5 separate regions of the Mus musculus genome follow, and regions 2, 3, 4 and 5 are each linked to region 1. Evidence: chromatin contacts called from public HiChIP or PLAC-seq and Micro-C data. All regions are on one chromosome and are shown on one strand. The core of a region is the stretch at or near the end of the contact, and the rest is flanking DNA. Distances in the headings are between cores, read along the strand shown.

Evidence for each region. HiChIP or PLAC-seq counts read pairs in DNA pulled down with a chosen protein or histone mark. Hi-C and Micro-C count contacts between places; a contact is called where the count stands out from the background.
Region 2: a Micro-C map of embryonic stem cells shows a contact between it and region 1, with 5 times the contacts expected there. The contact joins the promoter of Tcf7l2 here to the promoter of Shoc2 in region 1. A contact is called at or near these places in 1 of 39 promoter capture datasets (embryonic stem cells), 1 of 484 Hi-C or Micro-C datasets (embryonic stem cells) and 1 of 115 datasets of contacts at active chromatin or transcription factors (astrocytes).
Region 3: an HNF4G HiChIP or PLAC-seq map of pancreatic cancer cells shows a contact between it and region 1. The contact joins the promoter of 4930552P12Rik here to the promoter of Shoc2 in region 1. A contact is called at or near these places in 1 of 39 promoter capture datasets (embryonic stem cells) and 1 of 115 datasets of contacts at active chromatin or transcription factors (pancreatic cancer cells).
Region 4: a contact with region 1 is called in a FOXA1 HiChIP or PLAC-seq map of pancreatic cancer cells. The contact joins the enhancer-like site here to the promoter of Shoc2 in region 1. A contact is called at or near these places in 5 of 39 promoter capture datasets (the 3T3-L1 cell line, 3T3-L1-derived adipocytes, the C10 cell line and 1 more), 1 of 15 datasets of contacts at CTCF or cohesin (the NIH/3T3 cell line) and 2 of 115 datasets of contacts at active chromatin or transcription factors (large pre-B cells and pancreatic cancer cells).
Region 5: a CTCF HiChIP or PLAC-seq map of the NIH/3T3 cell line shows a contact between it and region 1, with 7 read pairs. The contact joins the enhancer-like site here to the promoter of Shoc2 in region 1. A contact is called at or near these places in 5 of 39 promoter capture datasets (the 3T3-L1 cell line, 3T3-L1-derived adipocytes, frontonasal cranial neural crest and 1 more) and 1 of 15 datasets of contacts at CTCF or cohesin (the NIH/3T3 cell line).

Annotation. Positions count from the first base shown.
Region 1 is chr19:53,943,506-53,946,224 of GRCm38.p6, reverse strand. Shoc2 (Shoc2, leucine rich repeat scaffold protein) reads right to left here and starts at 1,349. Exons shown (of 9, transcript NM_019658.6): 1 at 1,212-1,349. Bbip1 (BBSome interacting protein 1) reads left to right here and starts at 1,598. Exons shown (of 4, transcript NM_001195338.1): 1 at 1,598-2,069; 2 at 2,646-2,719.
Region 2 is chr19:55,740,397-55,743,115 of GRCm38.p6, reverse strand. It overlaps Tcf7l2 (transcription factor 7 like 2, T cell specific, HMG box), which reads right to left and starts at 1,306. Exons shown (of 15, transcript NM_001331146.1): 1 at 586-1,306; 2 at 274-340; 3 at 1-43. The coding sequence starts at 774. It overlaps Gm31734 (predicted gene, 31734), which reads left to right. Exons shown (of 3, transcript NR_168128.1): 2 at 524-907; 3 at 2,426-2,719.
Region 3 is chr19:55,700,893-55,703,611 of GRCm38.p6, reverse strand. It overlaps 4930552P12Rik (RIKEN cDNA 4930552P12 gene), which reads left to right and starts at 1,408. Exons shown (of 4, transcript NR_045318.1): 1 at 1,408-1,484. It overlaps Gm41871 (a long non-coding RNA gene), which reads right to left and starts at 2,469. Exons shown (of 3, transcript XR_877940.2): 1 at 2,400-2,469; 2 at 1,879-1,999; 3 at 985-1,727.
Region 4 is chr19:54,981,645-54,984,363 of GRCm38.p6, reverse strand. No RefSeq gene overlaps it. Among named protein-coding and RNA genes, the nearest start is that of Gpam, 120 kb to the left of the region's middle. Within about 2 kb of position 1,398, at least 38 of the 459 cell types and tissues checked have an H3K27ac peak or open chromatin away from gene starts, as enhancers often do. A contact at or near this core is called in the NIH/3T3 cell line and pancreatic cancer cells, where this site is marked.
Region 5 is chr19:54,957,189-54,959,907 of GRCm38.p6, reverse strand. No RefSeq gene overlaps it. Among named protein-coding and RNA genes, the nearest start is that of Gpam, 140 kb to the left of the region's middle. Within about 2 kb of position 1,372, at least 22 of the 459 cell types and tissues checked have an H3K27ac peak or open chromatin away from gene starts, as enhancers often do. A contact at or near this core is called in the NIH/3T3 cell line, where this site is marked.

The DNA of each region.
Region 1 (2,719 bases), core at 100-2,599:
CGATTCTGAAAAACAGCTAAGTTTTTGATTCGGCAATCCTTCCGGGTAGATGCTAGAACTTCTGACATCCACAAAGAGTGTACGCGATTACACCGGTGTAAGCTCCCAGATTAACCATCCTGCTGCAGACCAATGTACCACACAGTCCACATTTGCAAGCTGATTTTTTACTTCCCTTGAGTCCTCAAAAATACTTGTGGGGATAGGTCGCAAAACAGGGTTTCCTCTTTTATTTTCATCACCTTCATAATGATACAAACCAATGGGAAGAAAATCGAATCTCCCAAATGTAAAGGTGAGATGAGATGAAAAAAAAAAAAAAAAAAAAAAAAACACACCCCAAAAGCATCTTCTTTCCGATTCCCAAATAGACAAGCAATTCCACCTGTTTGTAAACCCCCCACTTGCACTGTTAACACAAACCTCTGCGGAGAGGGACGGGGGAGCGAGGGGAGAGGGAGAGAGAGAGAGAGGCGGGCGAATTACTGCTTTGGAGTCCTTATTCTTCTACCTAGGCATGGGGGAGGGGATGGTACAAAACAATGGATACCGAGGGGCTAGGGGGAAAATCTTTTTGCCCTGCAGCCTCCTGCGTTCCGAGCTGGGGGCGGGGAGTTACACTACTTTTCCTCCAGCCCTCAAAGCCGACACGGAGATTGCCACCAGGCGTGTTTAGCAGGGCGGTCTCTGCGGCCACAACTCCTTTCACTCGGCAACACACCCAACGCCGAACCCACCACTCGTCCCGCAGGGTCTGCGAGGAGGAGACCGCTCAGCGCCGAGGACTTTGGGGTGGAGGCGCAGAGACCCCACCCCACAGCCCTACGGCCGCGCCCGCCCTCCCGCCCGCCCGCCCGCCCGGCGCCAAGCGTCCTCGCGACCCGGGCAGCCCCGCAGTCCCGGCCGGGAGGCGCCGAGAGACCGGAGCAGCCGGAGCGCGACTGACTCGCCGCCCCGGGCCCGCGCCCGCGCCCCGGCGCTGTCCCGGCCGCCCGCTCCGCAGTAGGCCCGGCCCGGCGCTGTCAGGGGGCAGCCTGCCGCTCCCCGTGTCCCGCCCGCCGGCCCCGCGCGGGCAGCGGCTCCGAGGCTCCGGCGCCCCGGGCCGTGGCACCCCGGAAAGCGGCCGCGGCGCCTCCCAGGGCCCCGACCCCTCAGGCCTCGCCCCGGCTCCGGCGGCTCGCGCCTGTCAGGACGTGTGGGCCTCCCCTTACCGACGGCCGGCCGGGCCCCCCGACAGGCAGGAAAGCAGAGAACCGGCCCACGGGCGCTCCTGTGCCGCTCCCGCCCCAGGCTGCCGTCCGGAGCCCGGACTCCACCATCCCTGCTCACCTCCTTCCTCCTCCTCGTCCTCCGCTCCCCGAGCGACGCTCCCCTGCCACCGCCCCCCCGCCCCTCCCCCACTCGCCCCGCCCCTCCACACACTCTGGCTCCAATCGCCCCGCCCCAGCCCCCTTGAGCGAGCCTGGGCATTCGCTAGGGAGGAGGGATGGGCGGAGCCAGAGCAAAAGCAGTCACCCAATCAGAGGGAAACCTTGGCGCCAGCTTCCCTGTCCCCGCCCTTTTCCTTTCCTCCGCGGCAGTGCGCGGTCTCCCGCCCACTGGGCGCCGCTGGCTAGCTCCGCCACAGAGAAAAGCCTCCAGCCGGGTAGAGAAACGACTCCCAGTCGGAAGTTACGGTTGAAGCCCAGGCAGCCATAATTGATGATGGCAGGAGGCGTTTCCTGTCACCCGTTTGACGTACGTTTTTCCTGCTTTTGGTTCCCCGTTACCCCAGGCAACAGCAGAGCGGTCTGGAAAGGGATGCACCTGTAAGTATACTTACGGAGGATGTGCACACACACAGTCCACACTGGGCGAGTTAATTCGCGATCGGGAACTGCCGGTTTGCTTGCCAGACCCTTTACGGAGCCCCTGATCGCTTACCTAGAACTACAGTTTAGGGCTTCAAAACTCCCTCGCACCGGAAGTTGCGCTTGCACTTCCTAGTAGGGTCATGGCCAGGAGGTGGGAGTAGCCGGACCCCGCCTGCGCCCCAGGGGGTGCCTCCTCTCCCAGAGCTGACGAGTGAGGTAAGTGTCCCTGACGCCCTACAGCAGGGCCGGCCAGGCCGGATGAACCGCAGGGAGGGAGCTGGGAGAAGACTAAGCGGAGGCCCCGGGCCGCTTCCGCTGGCAGAGGGTTTCCTTTCCGGCTGGTGGGGCGGTGGCCAGCCTTCCCTCCGCCCCTCTGAGGTTCCCTGTAGGGCGAGGCAGCCGGATCGGCCGCCGGGCGAGGCCAGGCCCGCAGTCCCTAGGTCTGCACAGTGGGGCACGGTGCACGCCTCCTCGAGTTCCTGTCGAGTACAGTACTTTCACTCCCTGGCCTTTAGAAACTCCAAATTTTGGGAACCAAAGAAACCGGTTTCCACCCCAGCTATCAAAGAAAAAGATGACTTCCCTGAGCCAACCCGCAAAGCAAAACCTTCCCTTTCATCTTTGATTTTTCTTCCCTTTCTGTCCTGCCTCCCCTTTCTGAGCTCTATGTAAGCTTCAACTAGAAGTCTGGGTTAGGGTATATTGAAGTAGTTAGTCCTGGGTGTTTACGATTGTGAATATCCTTTTAAAGGACATTTTAAAAATATTTAAAATGCTTTATGTGTCTCCAAGACATTGTCTCATGTAGTTCCTTCTGTGGACGTTTGGAGTCAAGAAGTCAATCGTTCTGATAACTACAGATTGGA
Region 2 (2,719 bases), core at 57-2,556, 1.8 Mb before region 1:
TACGGTGGCCCCTTAAAGAGCCCTCCATCTTGCCTCTTGGCCGCTAACATGGCGGGGCGGCGGAGGGGACGGCGGCGGCCGCGCGGCGCGGGAGAGAGCGGGAGAAACTTTTTAGCAAGTGTCCCCCCGAGGGCCCGCGCGCGTCCCCGGGGCCCGGCCGGCGCGGGAACTCGGGTAGGGTGGGTGGGGAGTGGGGCGAGGGCACCCGCCAGGCCGACCCCGGGGAGGGGGAACGCAACCGCGCGGTTTTGGGGGCGCGCGGGGCGCACTCACCTTCTTCCAAACTTTCCCGGGATTTATCTCGGAAACTTTCGGAGCGAGGCGGAGGCCGTCTTTCCGCCTTCCCGGAGGGGCGAGGTGGGGAGGGCGAGGGGCGATAGCCGCGCCGAGGGGGTGCGGGAAGGGAGGGTCGGCGGAGAAAGGGGTGCAGAAAAACACGGTTACAAGTTTTCGCAGCCAGCAGCCCGGGCCACCGTCCGCGCCGCCCGCAAGCCCGACCCGCCTCGCCTCGCTCGCCTTCCAGCCCCGCTCTCCCGGCCCTGGAACCGGCTGGAGCCACCCGCCAGCCCGAGGGGCTCTTCCTACCTCGGAATCGGAGGAGCTGTTTTGATTCGTCTCTGATTCATTGACCAGCGAGGACTTGACATCGGCTAAATCCCTTTCCGCCGAGGAGTTTTCCGAGTTCTTCTCCTCCTGCTCGCCTTCGTCTTTGAAGGAGATCAGCTCGTCGTTAGCGCCTAGGTCATCTCCTCCACCGCCGTTCAGCTGCGGCATTTTTCACCCACCAGCAGCAGCAATTTTGGAAGAAAAATGAAGGAGGAAAAAAAGCAAAAAAAAAAAAAAAAAAAAAAAAAAAGTTTTGCGAGTCCCCCCCAAAAAAATACTGCAAGAAAAAGACGAGTCCAAGGTTAACTTTTTTTTTTCCTGCTTTGGGGTCTTTCTCTCCTGGGGAGGGGAAAAGAGGGAGGAGGGGAGGGGAAGGGGGGAGATCTTCTGCACGCGTGAGTTTGGGTTTCTTTTTTTCTCTCGTTCCCAAGGATCCGATCAATGTGCAAAAAAAAAAAATAATAATAAATAAAAAAGGGGGTAAAAAAAACAACAACAACAACAAGAAGAAGTCAGATATAAGAGCAAAGGGGGGGGAAGCCGAAGACACCGAAGGATCTCGTGCCGCTCGGATTTGAGTGAGTTGAAGTTAGACTGAGCTTTTCAGTTCAAAGGCGGCGCTGATTGACAGATAGAAAAAGGGGGATCGAAATCCGGAGGAACGGAGTAGTCTGGGAGCGGAGATTATTGACAGGGCGAGAGGAACACACTCGCCTTAATGAGATGCCAGGGGGCGGGGCCTCCCCGGTGACGTGTGCATAAATAAACAGCCGGGGTGGGCGGGGCGGGGGCGGCCAACAATGATCCTTTGGGCGCCGGGAGAGGGAGCGGGGCGGGCCGGGGCCGCGGGAGGCGCGCGGGGTGCGGCCTGTGCTCAGCGTGCGAGCCGGGCGCCCGGACGGTGCGGGCCTCGCTCCTGGAGGGGGCGGGTTCCGAAAGACAATGCGGACCGGGAGAGGAGGGGAAGGGGGTGGCAACCCAGTCCGGAATCTGAGCCGGGGAAGGCGGAAGGAAAGCCCACTTGGGGGGCGGGGATGGGGAGAGGCCCAGAAAAAGTGTTAGCCAAGAAGTCCTGAAGATGGGGTCCAGGAGGGGAGGACTATGGGACACAAGGACGGGGTGCTCAGTGGTTAAGTCCCCGATGAAGTCGGCCGCACTGGGGCGGGAAAAGACACGACTGGTCCAAAAGAAGGCTTACCTCTCTTGCTCTGAGAGAACCAGGGGAAGCAGAGAGGCTGGGCCATCTACAGGGAGGGTAAGGCTCCCCTCCCTTGGCTTGTTTAATGACAGTGAATCATGTCATTCAATGTAAAGTCCCACTAGGTTAAATATGCCAAGAAGGCGTTTTATCCAAGAAAACAAATTGTCTGGGGTATTAAAAATATCCTTAAGGAAAATGTAAAGGTTTTTTTTTTATTTTTTTAACTGACGTTGGAAGTAGGAAGTGATGTAGGATCCAAGTCCTTTGGAGGTGAAATGTTTGGGCGTTAACAGCTGCAGGGAAAAATAAAAGTGAAAGTTCACCAAGCCCTGGGGATGAGTAGAGCTGGAGTTTTTCTCCAAAGGGGACTGAGATGAAATGCCCTAAGGCTCTAGATGCTGAGGGCCCTGACAGGAGAAAGTCACCAAAGCTGGCCCAGAAGCCCTTGGGAAGAGGTGGGCAGCCTGGGAGTTGAGATGGGTGTTTGTTGGTTATTAGGCTCCAGTGAGGGCAAACCGATTTGCTATGAGGTGGTGGAGAAAATTATGTTAAAGGAGAAAGGTGGATCCCCAAACCGTGTTTCTGTCTGGTAGACTCAGAAGAGCCTTTCCCTTGCAGATAACCAATGAGAAGTGGACTGGGACGTCCAACGGGCAAGAGGAAGCAAAGAAAAAAGAAATCAGAAAGAATGAGTCAGTGGGGACTGGCAACTGCCATTAGGTGTGATGTTATCCTGAGGTCCACCACGTATTAAATTAACCCACCCTCCCCTTTAATAAGCTCATCTGTTGTAGATTTCCAAAAGTAACCAATTTACTGTGTAATATTTAGAGAATTTGGGGTTTCAACAAAACTGTTCTACAGGCTAAGGCCTCAGAAAGAAGACAACGGAAAACAACGATCCTGAGATTC
Region 3 (2,719 bases), core at 159-2,658, 1.8 Mb before region 1:
CCTTCTGGGTTGAGTGTGGGATGGGGTGGGGTTCCCAGAAGTCAGACTATGGTAGTAGTGGGATTCACAAGCTTTTTGATCACAGTATCCCTGCCACTTGTAAAAATTATGGAGCATACCAAAGATGCCAGAAAATTCTATAAAGTGTGTCTCATTGACTACCAGATATCATAGATCCTATGAAAAAGTCCATTTATATTTAAGGTACAAGTGGAGTCTTTGCATACCATGAGTAAAGTCATGGGTTCAATCCATAGGTGTGTGTGTGTGTGTGTGTGTGTGTGTGTGTGTGTGTGTGTATGGTAGAGAGAGAGAGAGAGAACATTTCTCAATATGAAGTATTGAGAAAAGGGTTAACTCCATAGGCCCCTGGCCATTGGAAACCCAGCATCAGTGCATTCAAAACCATTACATAATTCCCTGTCCGTCCATGCTACCAAAAGCAGTGTATAGTGTCCAGAGAGTCGGCTTTCTTTTTTAAGAAATATTTTAAAAAATTTTATGTACATGTACACTGTGTGTGCACATCTTCATTTGTGTGTACACCCGTGAAGATGCTCTCAGAGGTCGGCACAGGATGTCAGATCTTCTGAAACTTTATACGCAGTTGTGGACCATTCATTGTGGGTGCCAGGAACTGAAACTAGATTGGTACTTCTGACTGTGTCATGGGACTGGTGTTTGGACTTTGCGATCTTGAAGTTGATGGATAAATGCCAGGAAGAGAGGATCTGAGGCAGGAATGCCACCAGAGAGGGCAAGTGGAGGTACCAGTGATCAGGACTGGCCAGACTCCCGTTCACGTTCCTATAGCTGCTTTGCACATTGAATCCTGCTGTTGGAAAGCACATGGGGCCACGTGCAGGAGGGAGGGAAGATAGGTGGCCGGCCACCAGGAGTGGAGGGCTTCTGGGATACTCCAGCGACCTGGACCCAAGAACAAAGACTTTTATCCCCAATTCTTTGTGAGACAACTTTGAAAGGACACCTTTGATTCCAGAGTGGCTGTGTGGGTTGAGTGAACTCTTGCCTCCTTAACAAGAAGGCAAAAAACTGGGTGAAGGAAAGGACACTATTAGCCAGCATGAGTTAACGGGAAGGGTTCTGTCTATTTGCCAAATGTAACCACTTTCTTTGTCTTTGGGAAGTTTTACTGAGTCGGTACACTTAGTGCTGCTTCCAAGAAGGCTTTGAGTTTCTCTTAGTCTTTCCTGATGCTTTGTCCCCTGTATAACCTCGTTGACTGAAGTCTGGGGAAGACAAAAGCTGCTGCACACCTCATTGACTGAAGTCTGGGGAAGACAAACGCTGCTGCACACTTTATTGACTGAAGTCTGGGGAAGACAAAAGCTGCTGCACACCTCATTGTCTAAAGTCTGGGGAAGAGAAAAGCTGTTGCACAGCCTTATTGACTTCGGTCCAGGGAAGAGACCTGGCTCACTGCCTTCTTTCCTCATCCATAGGCTGGCTCCAAGACCTATGTGGTGAGTCAAGGCCATGGGTCTGCCTTTGGGCTTCTTTTGCTTCCACCTGTTCCTCTGGTTTCTTCTTCCTGAACCTCAGGTTGACATCTGTCAGAAAATTTGGTAGCCACCAAAGTCAGGGCCCACCTAGTCTGTCTTAACAACAGCGAACAACTCCATCCTCCTCAGCTGCGGTGTTGTCAACAGCAAAGGGAAGGCTGGACCTGAAGTCTCTGGACGTTAGACGCTGGGTGGAGACGGGAGCTGTGAGCATCGGAGGACATCAGTAAGCAAGCAGCATCCTTCCAAAGACCAAGGGCGAGGGCAGGATGAGATGCTCAAACTAGCACCTCATCTACACGCGGCTGTATCTTTACTGATCTAAGAGGACCGCAACGTCATGAGCAATACTTACTTATTTTAGGCTTTGCAGGCCTTGGGATCGCCACTGAGCAATTCCACTACTGTAGTAGGGAAGGCAGTGCGGACAGTAAGTCAGTCATTCCATGGGGAATGTGCTCCAGTCAAACTCGGGGCTGTATTTCAAAAACGGGGGTCAGAAGAACGTGGCGCACAGGCAGGCATCACGTGCCACCCCACCCCCACAACAAGCACTGTCAGGCAACAGCTCTGTGAAGGCAGTTTGCCTCAGGTCAATAATGAAGTAAACTGCCCAGGGCTGGGAAAGCAACTTGGGCGAGGTTACAAATCAGAATGGAGACCCCAAGTGGACTGAGTTCTAAAACGAATGTTGCAGGTCCTAATTTGTCTCCGTGACTTGATTTGCCATGAATCTGAGAACACACTTAGTTCCGGAACACTTAGCAGAGGGATCTTTGACACCCAGGATGAGATTTGAGGGTCCCACCCTCTTCCTGGGACACCCCAGAGAAGCCAGATGTCATCGGCTGTTGCCACCTACACTCCAGATCTTACCAAGAGGGAGGTGGTCACAGCTCCCACGCTGCCAGGATGACTGGGCAAGAAGCAGGGTTTGGCCAACAGCTTCCTGGCGCCCAGTTAAACTTTTGACTTTCCAAATTAGAGAAGTTGAAAGTTCTTCTGGGTACTTTTTTTTTTTAAGGGAAACATGTTGTATTGTTAATTATTTACCAGAAATGGCTCTCCTCTCTCCTGTCCTAACCAGAGTTATGTTCCCTTCAGTTTTCCGCCTCCCAGTCGTTTAACACTGAATGCAGAACTAACTGTTAGGGGTTTCTCCTCTCAGACTAAGGAAGGGTGCACTTGCCGAAGGA
Region 4 (2,719 bases), core at 149-2,648, 1.0 Mb before region 1:
AGTGTTTATAAGTTCTTCAAATGTAAATTTGTAAGTATTCCTGATGTTCATTTTCCTGTATGTTTACAAAGATGTTGGGAATGGGGTAATTTGACTCCCTAATTGGCAGTCCTCAGATTCTCCATAGTTGTCTTGAATACCTTGATTAAAAGTGCTATATAAGTTTAGCACCCAGCTAAGCTACCCTGACGATGAGCAGTGCTATCTGCTTTAAATATCCTATGGATGCCTCAAGACAACTTAGAAGTTCTTGAGAGCAAAGATTTCAGCCTACTGCCATGGATGCTGAAGGTTTGACCCAGCTGGGGTCCCTTTGACACAGTTTTTGCTATCATAAACCTGGATTAACTCTAGATGGTTGTGGTTGGTGCTAATAGGTTATGACTGGTCCAAACAAATGATTTTGATTGTTTTTTTAAACAAATAACTGCCCAGGTCTTAACAGTTGACAGAGGCATTTCCCAGTTCTTCCTTCTCTCCAGCTGTAGCATGAGACCCCCCCCCCCCAAAGTCTTCTCTCAAGTGGTCTTTTCTTGCCTCCTTTCAGAGATCAGCATGTTCTGAGATGGTAGTATAGTGAATGAAGCTATAGATACAGAAGGCAGTAGTGTGTCAATGAATCTACAACCAACTTGATGAGTATTGTGTAAGCAGTCCTGGTAGAAAGAATAGAAGGCAATGCCAAGTTGTGGTTGAGCTGTGTGAGGGGACATACAATTTAAGTGGCTGTTGGACAGGTGAAGATGATGCTAAACTATTCAAGGGTGGACAGAGCAGGAGGAAGATCAGGGAAGAGAGAGAGGAGGGAAGGGAGAGACAGAGACAGAGAGGCAGGAGACAGACAGAAAGATAGAGAAGCAGAGAGAGACAGAGAGGCAGAAAGAGACAGAGAGGCAGAAAGACAAAGGGAGACAGAGACAGACAGAGACAGAGACACATGGAGAGATAGAGAGCCACAGAAAGAGAGGCAGGGGTTCAGGGAGGGAAGTAGAGGAAGAGAATGAGGAGGAGGAGGAGGAGGAGGAGGAGGAGGAGGAGAGGAGGAGAAGGATAAGAGAGACAGAGAAAGATTTAGAGATTATCAGAAATAGAAACAGAAAGAGAGAGAGAGAGAGAGTTAGAAAGAGAGACAGAGAGATGACAGAGACACACACAGATAGAGAGACAAAGAGACACACACACAGATTCTCAGCACCGAGGGCTTCAGACTCCAGGTTGAGGGCTGTATCACTGGCTAATGCCAACGGCTGAGAAACTTCAACTGCTCCATAAAAGAGCTGTAAACTTGAGGGGTGAAGGTCCCTATGCCAAGGTCAGTAAGAAGAATATAACAGCTTGTGTGTGTTCTAGAATTCTCTGAACCCTGCGTTCAAATAATGAGGCACTTAAACACCCTGAATAGTATAAGTGTGAGTCACCTAGATGGGAAGAGTGAATCATTCTAAGAAAAACATTGAGTGTACGTTTCTTTCCTGTGGAAGGTTTGGAAGGTAAAATAGAAGAGATGAAAAAAAATTGAGACAGAAGAAGCAGATGAAATATTTAATAGCCTTACAGAGGGGGAATGCAGTGAGCCATTGTTTGGGAAGTAAGTTAGCTTTTTTTTTTTATTAATATATGGATTTTTTTCCAAACCAGCTGCTTCAAGTTGCAGCATTTTAGGGTCTTAGTTGATGCCTGTGCAGCCTGAGGTCTTGTCTGTACAGTGTAGTTTCAGCCCAGTGTGGCTGCTTGTCCCTGCTTTCTTACCAAGCTCCACTCTTCCTGCCTTCTGCTTGGTGGCTGAGCAGTAGCACAGGTGATCTTCTACCCCAGGGCCTTAGCATGAACTATTATTTCTGCCTTAGTTTTCTTGCTAGCTCATTCTCAGTGTTTAGGCTTCTGCTTAAATATCTTCTCTTTAGGTGACTTGTCCTATGTATCTGACAAGTTGGCTGTGTGCATGTGGTGTGTTTGTGTGTATGTGAGTGTCTCTGTGAGTGGGATGTGTGTAATGTTGTGTGTGGTGGGCTATATGTGTGTGCATGTGTGTGTGAGTATGTACATGTGGTGGTTATGTGCAATAAGCATTTGCATGTGTGGATATGTGTACATGGTATGTCTGTGCATGTGTTTGAGTGCATATGTATATATATGTATATGTGTGGGTGTGTGGTGTATTTTCATGTGGTATATTTGTGTGTGTGTATGTGTGCTGTGTATACATGTGGTATGTGTGTGTTATATGAGTATGTATGTGTGTATGTGCACGTGTATGGTATATGTGTGTATATGTTGTGATATATGCAATGTATGCATGTATGCACATATGTGGCATGTGTGTGTGTTAGTGTGTGTGATATGTTTTATTTTCCTTTATTGAAAATAAATCCTTTTCTCATATAATATATCCCAGTTAGGGTTCCTTTTCCTCTATTTCTCCTACTTCCTGCATCCTCCTCCCATCTTGATCCACCCATTTCTGTCTCTCATTAGAAAACAAACAGGTTTCTAATAGCTAATAACAAAATAACATTAGACAAAACCCAAACTAACACATCAAAATAGGACAAAACAAACAAATAAATGGAAAGGGGCCCAAGGAAATGCTTTTTTTGCAGCTTTATTGCTTTCCTTGCTCCCTGAATCTGATCTCAGCTATGAGTTGCATATTTTATTTACTGTGGTCAGTGAGGTCTGATTTCTTGTCTGCAATCACCTGAGCTCTGGTCTCCAACTC
Region 5 (2,719 bases), core at 123-2,622, 1.0 Mb before region 1:
TGTGTGTGCAACTATATTTGTATGTTGGGGTTCATATGGAGATCAGAGAACAACTTGCAGGAGTCAGTTCTCTCCTTCCTCCTTGGGGGTCCCAGGGCTCAAACGCAGATGGTCAGGGTTGGCAGAGTTGTCTTTACTCCGTGAGTCACCTCTTGGCCTCCCCTTTTTATCTTTTTATAAGGATACCAATCCCATCATGGGTTCTTGTGTCCTTATTACTCTTTTGAAGGCCATACCCACAAGTATATTAAAATGAAATTGGGCTTCAGTATATAAATCTGAGAACTAGAGAAACTCACATTTATGTGAGTATCATTGACCTTAACCCTTAGTTGATCAAAATATTATGAAAAAGTTCTCCATTCTTCCTTTTAGTAAAGATGTGTTAACAAGAATTATACTATTTTTACGAATTACATACATGTTTGAGATGGACTCTTAAACTACTTTACTATGTAGATTGGAATGGCCTTACTAGCTAGAACAGGTTGGCCTTGAACTCACAGAGATCTGCCTGCCTCTGCCTCCCAAGTGCTGGAATTTGAGATATCTACCACCATATCCAGTACATAGTATGATTTGAATATCATTGAACATTTTATGGGAACCTCTGTTCTCTCTCAATCTGTGAACACTAGAGATCTTGATTTTCATGGCCTACAGTCTGAATCTTTAGCATCTACTTTTATGAAGACGCTTGCTAGGCCCTTGTTTGGTTTTAGGGCTTCAAATGTTTGAATCAGTGGGTGCTTTTCATAAAAGGACTAAGGGCTCTACTCAAAAGTTCTACAGAGTAGAGTCTGGAGTGACACTTGTATTTAGCAAGTTCTGGGTGACCTGTTGGTGCTGCCCAGAGACTATAGTTTCAAAACAGCTGCTTTAGGTGAACAATACAGAAAATATTCAGGGATTGAAGATTCATTTTATTTCTTGATGGATCTGAACACTTGGCTTAGAAGGTGGTCTTCTTCTGTGAAGCAACACTAAACTCTACTTTTAAAAGTAGCTTCTTCTCCCACAAAGAGATTTGAGTGCAGACAGTTGAAGGAAAGATTTAGTGTGATATAATGTGTGTTTATTGAGTATCTGCTTTGCACCAAACATCAGAAGATGCAAAACAAAACAAAACAAAACTAAGCAAGGAATACCTTTGCCCTAGTGAAAAACGTAAGGGGAGAAGAGAAGCAAAAGGGGGAGCCAGTATATACCTCCTCCTGAAAGGCATGGCAGAAAATGGCACAGTTTCTGCATCAAAGGACATGACCAGCAGAAATGACAGATGCAGACAGGAGCAAAGGGCTGGACTGACGCAGCTGTGACTTGGTGAACTGAGCCCGAGCAAAAGCTGAAGACAGCTAGTCATGACTCTTGCTGATGTAGCAATAGGAAAATATGACTCTTGCTTCCACTCACCGTGAGTCACTCTTTGCACCCCTGTACGTAATGATAGGTTTGCAAAGAAAAGAATAATTCATCTAATCAGGGTCTAGCATGCCACCAGAGCCTTCCTAAATGGAGGGTCAGGGGCCCAGGGAAACTGCTTTTACACTTCCGTTTGATGAAGAATGGGCAGCCATGTGGAGATGGGTTTGAACCAAAGGGCTTGATGTTATAGTAACAGACTAGAGGTGCCAACCCTGGCAAGGCAGTGTCTGCAGACTCTTCTTGAACTCTGTGTGGCCTTATTACCTCCCAGGCATAGAGCAGAACTCCTCTGTAATTAGGGTCTTCAGAGAAGGGAGAGGAAGTTCGAAGCTTCCTCCTCCTCCCTCTTCCTCTTCCTCTTCTTCCTCCTCCTCCTCCCTCCTCCTCTTCCTCCTCTTCTTTTTCCATTTTATGATTTGCTGCTGGGGAAAAAGGGCTGGTATATATGACCAACCTTGGGGAAGAGGAATTCTTGTTAATTTTTTTTTTTAAACTAGTTTTGGAGTGAAAGAAAGAGATGAAAGGGCAGGGACATGCCCAAGAGACCTTTCTTCTGAGGCCACTCTGTGATCTGAAGTTCAAAGTATTCAGTGCCAAGTTCCATATTTCAGATATCAAATTCAGAATGACCAACCAGCCAGTGATAGAAACCAACTCCTGTCAATCAGCTACCTGAGGCAAAAAGAAGAAATCGGTTGGGATAGCCCTGGAGCGCTCAGCTTAAGGTTGACAAGCATGCTCAGCCGAATGAATATTTTCAGCCTTTAGAGCCATATGGTCTCTGACATGGTGACTCAAGTCATCCTTCACAGTGTGAGAACAGCCACAGGCAATTCATAAACTGACAAATGTGTTTGCGTCTGTGTCTCAATAAAACTTTATTCCCATAAATAGGCGGTAGCCAGATTTGACCCTTGGGCCTCTTTGGACGGCCATTTAAAACAATTCAAGGAATCATACCATAAAAATGATCAGACAAGGAGCTCAGTTTAGGCTCAGTCAGAACCTGGGTCCTAGATGCCTGCAGTCTCCTCTTCTCTCTAACACTCCTGACAAGAGCAACACATGAGAGGAAGGCTTTCCTTTGGCTTACAGTTCCAAGGGACACAGTCAAACTGTGTCAGGGAAGGTAGGGGATAGAGGTAGGTGGCAGATGGCCATGCTGCAGTAGCAGAGGTCAGTGCTTGTTCATGCCATGTTACCTTTCTTCTTTATATTCAGTCCAGAAATTAGGGTCATTCGTCCTGTATCAGATAACCCGATCCCATGGGTGTGGCCAGAGATCTGTCCTCCA